Regions from separate parts of the Ovis aries genome. Here region 2 is linked to region 1. Evidence: chromatin contacts called from public Hi-C data. All regions are on one chromosome and are shown on one strand. The core of a region is the stretch at or near the end of the contact, and the rest is flanking DNA. Distances in the headings are between cores, read along the strand shown.

Region 1 (2,652 bases), core at 115-2,614:
GATGAGTACACAAAAGAAAGAATATCAGTATTCTGCAAGTATTTTAGGTTTTCACATCATCATATCACAGAGAGGGTCCAAAGAAGCCAGTCTTGTAGGTGATGGAACAGTGCAGAATAAGATTCTGTAGAAGAGGCACATAGATTCTAAGTGATTTCTTGAGACAAAGAGAATGAAAGATGGAAAGATGCAAAGAAAAAGAAAAGTGAAAACAGCCTTCTGTTAGAACAAACTGTTCAAAAGAAAAATTGATCCACTTTCAATTTACTAAACATAACAGAGAACAGTTCTTTAATTTGGAATGATAGAAATAAAGATATTGAAAATCATAAGCCAGTTAGCTTTACTAGTACGCCTGAAGTGGCTCATTGCATTCATTTTCCCGTGGCTGTTTTTGAGATGTTGAACTCTCCTGGGGAGGATTTCTGTTTTTGCCAGCATAGGGACAGATTTAACCCAAAAGGGCAGCTATAACTGCTGAGGACAGTTTTATTTATTAACTTGGCATGTGGATGACATTCATTCTCTCTGTGGCAAAAATATATTGTTCACCCATGATGAGACAGTTGGAAATATGACAGTGATCAAGATATGTTTTAGTCATAGGATGCATGAAATTAGATATTTGTATGATATGAATATTAAATTTAAGCAAAAAGAAAAAGAAGGAGGAGAAGGAATTTCTTCAAAGTCTGACGTAAAATCATCAAATAAAAAACATAGTGGTTAAGGATGTCTTGTATGCTCAGAGGTTTCTTACTTCCATTTGCTTAGGGGGAGAGAGAATAAATGAAGGTATTCTCTCTTGGTCACCAAACATAAAGAATGTCTGATTACAAACCTGTAGGTGAGCAGAGCAAGACTTGAAGTAGCATTTCTTAAACTCCCCGAATCTTAAGAAGCCAAAGGCAATATAGGAAAGGTGGAGATGACTGGGAAGTTTGATAACATGCCTGGATCAGTCACCATTCCTTGGAAAGTACCATTTCCCCGGGGTTGCTAAAAGGCTGATTCTTTCAGGTTTTAAGTAAAAGACAACTCTCTCTCCCTCTGCTGCAGCATTGTTATTTGTTAAGAGATTTGTGTCAGTTTAAGCTTGTGTAACGGGAAGGCTAGACAGGAAATAAATTTCCATTGAACTCCACGGTAAATGTTGGATATGTCAACGTAGAATTGTCCATTGTCTGCAGTTGGTTTCAAGCACCAAGCCTATCATTTCCTGAACATGCTCCAAATGGCTTGCACCAGCCCATCTACAGTCATTGTTAAATGTAATGACTCTTTTGAAAGGAATAACTCTGTAGATTAGGAAGAGTGCAGGGGCAGAAGCGTGGACGCAGGGTGAGTTTCAACCCGGGGGGGAATGAAAATGAGTCAAACGAAAAAAATTCAGTCTATTCCTCAAGGTCTGTAAATGGCCAGTAATGAAGCAAAAATTCATGGAATGTGACTTAAAGTCTTCCTGAAGTGTTGTACCCATGGAGTGTTTCCAAGCTTCTTGATCTGCAGTCCCCTAGCAACCATCTGATGCTGAATTCACCTTCCTAGGTGTGGTGCCCTACTTCTTCTGGAATTTAGATCTCTGGGGCAAACTCCATTGGGAATTGCCTCTGGGTAGTTAAGTCTCCCCTCAACAGCTGCTCTGATTTTCGTCACACTTCTGCTAAGGTGGACCCTTCTGGGGGTCAGTGGTGTGACGGCAGAAGATGCAGCCGTGAGGCAGAGAAGACTAATGAGAGACAAAGTCCGCTTGCAGGAAGGCGTGGCGAAGGCGGGACCCCAGATTCTAAGGTCAAGGTGACAGCGAAGTAGGAAAAGAAGAAAAAAGAGAGAAGAGGAGAGGATCCCTGGACAGGGAATTTCACAGGAGCCAGAGATGATTCATGACAAACAGAAAGAAAACCCAGTTTATCTGACTGATCAAGAAGACATTCGTCGGCATATATTGGCAACTAAATGATTTTCACACAGATAATACAAACACTAAAACAAGTGTTTCCTTACTAGTATTAATCACGTTTCAATAATTCATTAGCTCTATATTTTCTAGATTGCTTAACTCGTTGAGCAAATCCACAGTTTAGGTACCACTGTGAGGGGAGGGGGTGGGCGAGGTGCAGAAGGAAGGAATGAAACTTAGAATTGTAAACCAGGGTTAGTGGCACAGTGGCACAGGAGATTGTCAATGAAAACGACAGGAGTGGGTACAGTTACCGGCCTTAGGAGTGCAGTACTGCCGGATACAAGGGAGGGACTGTGACTCAGGAGTCTGCTTTCTTGTTAATTAAAACCGAGCAGCAGGTCAGCAGCCCGTCCACCTTTTCCAGTTCAGAATTGCTCACGGGGATCAGCATATGGTCCTTCAGCTTTTCATAAACCTGTAGGAGGAATCAAGGAAAAGCAGAGAAGGTTCAGTTTCTGCCTCTGTTTTCCCCGGCCCTCCAGCCCCAGCCCCAGCCCCCTCCCCCAACCCCCTCTGCCTGGGATAGATAATGCATTTAGCTCGTGAGTTCAGGCTTTTCATACATGGAACCCCAAGGCATGCATGTCACTGAGACCACACCCATGCCCACAGCGAAACCCATAAAGCGAGCAGCACTGGTTAACCACTAGCTCTCTGCTCTAACCTCAAAGCCAAAGATGTGTCAGAAA
Region 2 (2,652 bases), core at 58-2,557, 190 kb after region 1:
TGGAGCTTCAGCTTTAGCATCATTCCTTCCAAAGAAATCCCAGGGCTGATCTCCTTCAGAACGGACTGGTTGGATCTCCTTGCAGTCCAAGGGACTCTCAAGAGTCTTCTCCAACACCACAGTTCAAAAGCATCAATTCTTCGGCACTCAGCCTTCTTCACAGTCCAACTCTCACATCCATACATGACCACTGGGAAAACCATAGCCTTGACTAGACGGACCTTAGTCGGCAAAGTAATGTCTCTGCTCTTGAATATACTATCTAGGTTGGTCATAACTTTTCTTCCAAGGAGTAAGCGTCTTTTAATTTAATGGCTGCAGTCACCATCTGCAGTGATTTTGGAGCCCCCAAAAATAAAGTCTGACACTGTTTCCACTGTTTCCCCATCTATTTCCTATGAAGTGATGGGACCAGATGCCATGATCTTCGTTTTCTGAATGTTGAGCTTTAAGCCAATTTTTTCACTCTCCTCTTTCACTTTCATCAAGAGCCTTTTTAGTTGTGTCCAAATCTGCAACTCCACGTACTATAGCCTCTGTTCATAGGATTCTCCAGGCAGTAATGCTGGAGTGGGTTGCCGTTCCCTTCTCCAGGGGATCTTCCCAACCCAGGGATGGAACCTGGGTCTCCTGCATTGCTGGCAGATTCTTTACTATCAGAGCCACCAGGGAAGCCCCTCTTGTCTCCTGGAGCCATGTAAAATTTTCTACACAAATAGCAACTGCATGTGATTTAACCTAATACTTCAAGTCTTCATAGGGATGGGAAAACAACCTGATTTGTCTTCCTGCCATCATTCTGTACTAACACTAATATTATAAAACTAATATGACACACTATCTTCTTGCAGGTACTAACACTGAAGACATTCTTCATAGAAGAACCAAGGCTATTTATAGACATTGCTCACAGCTTGTACTTCTGCTTCATTAATTCAAAATAGAAGAAAAAATGATTCTTATACCAGAAATTTTTTTGGATATCACCAGTTTTAGGATTTAACATAAGAGAACAGCTCTGTGACACTGACAACTGTGGCTGCTTTCCCATGAGCTCAGGCCAGTGGACAGCTGGAAGGCCAGCCACCAACCCAATAACCTGCTGCACAAGAATCATAAACTCAAGGGCTTATTTTAGTGAAAGGTGTCAGCCAGTCCCTGAGGTAAAGAAACCGCAATGAACAACACTAAGAATGCAAAGAATGCCCACAGCTGATGAATTGTGCCCTTTATTGGTATATGACACACAGCCAGTGACCTAGGAAGCCACAGTATTTCCAAAGACAAAGGACTTTGGTGCTTAGTAACACTTTGAATATTTTTTTAAAAAGTGGTTCTTTTTACACCAATACTCCAGCATTCTATGCTACGAAAGGATTCTGAGTGTTCAGATGGTCCCAATTTTCTTTTTTACACTAAACATGATTCAGATGTTAGCAATGTTTCCATTTCCATTATAAAAGAAGCCTTAGGCAAGCTTTCTATTCTCATAAAATATGAGAATTTCCCAAGGAAATACAGATTTAAAGTATAATGTAAACATACATTTTAATGGAGCTACATAGTGACTGCAAACATTTGGATGATTTGGAAGTTTGTATATTAATATGAATGTTGTTGAATGCAATTTTAATCTAAATATGTCAGTTGCAAACTTAAGGCAGTCTCAGTTTTATATACAAAAAAAATTAAGACTACGGGAAACAGAGCTGGTGGCATTAGGCCTAGTAGGGTCTTGTGGCTAGGGATGAGGTAAGGATCATCCATGGGTTACGGCTGCCTTTCTAGACAGTCCAACAACTAAGTCACTAGTTTCCAGGGGCATTTGCACCACCTATGGAAAATGTCAGATCTGTGCACACCAGACAGATCTTTCACAACCCATCCCACCACCCCACTGCACAAAAGTTGCTGCACCAGCAGACAAAGAAGGCTGTTTCTTTTCATTACCAAATAGAGATACTATTCCTGTTAAAAAAAAAAAAAAAGAGCGCATAAAGTGTCTCTTCACAATATCATGACCAACTGAGACCACGGTAAGAAAGTCAGCTTGCCTAGATGAGGCCCCTTCTCTTCTTGGGTAGCCACGACTTGAAGGAGAGACTCTGACCTGTGCCACTGGTCAGTGACTAATTTTACACGTTGAACTGGTCCTGAGGAACTAAGCTGTCTTCTTCGTAAGTGAAGAACATTATCTTGTAGAATAGCACACTGGTGTGAGTCAGGGGCACACTCTGTGTGTGAAACAGACTGAGAAACAGCCAAATGAACTTATTAAAAGGATTTCTCCTCTTTTGCTTCTATTTGCCAGTGTTAGGGTTTTACTGGCTTGGATTGCCACCTTTTTCTAGTATCTTTTTTTCCCTATCCTGTTGGTCTCTTCTAATGGTTCCTAGAAGTCCCTCTTCTGACTCTTTATCAGAATCAAAAAGTGAGGAAGAAGAAAATGTTAATTACCTCAGTGAGAGTTCTGACAATGAGTGGAATTCCTTTGAAGAAGGGGACCCTATGGTACCCAACCTAACATCTCTTGATAGTCTTGTCTGGCAGGTTAAATACCATTTAAAAATATTCTACAACTTAGAAACCTTTCTATCCTAAATTCCTGGTTACACCATGCTAAACTCTTAGATGCTAGCACACCAGTCCATA

What was found. Hi-C and Micro-C count contacts between places; a contact is called where the count stands out from the background.
Region 2: a contact with region 1 is called in a Hi-C map of skin fibroblasts, with 3 times the contacts expected there. The contact joins two enhancer-like sites. A contact is called at or near these places in 2 of 16 Hi-C or Micro-C datasets (skin fibroblasts and tail adipose tissue).

The regions. Positions count from the first base shown.
Region 1 is chr1:62,358,122-62,360,773 of ARS-UI_Ramb_v3.0, forward strand. DDAH1 (dimethylarginine dimethylaminohydrolase 1) reads right to left here. Exons shown (of 6, transcript XM_004002150.5): 6 at 1-2,378. The coding sequence ends at 2,262. Among named protein-coding and RNA genes, the nearest start is that of TRNAG-CCC, 33 kb to the right of the region's middle. Within about 2 kb of position 1,365, at least 5 of the 54 cell types and tissues checked have an H3K27ac peak or open chromatin away from gene starts, as enhancers often do.
Region 2 is chr1:62,552,799-62,555,450 of ARS-UI_Ramb_v3.0, forward strand. The region is part of intron 2 of LOC132657978 (a long non-coding RNA gene); the gene reads right to left. It also overlaps the pseudogene LOC114116410. Among named protein-coding and RNA genes, the nearest start is that of DDAH1, 49 kb to the left of the region's middle. Within about 2 kb of position 1,308, at least 2 of the 54 cell types and tissues checked have an H3K27ac peak or open chromatin away from gene starts, as enhancers often do.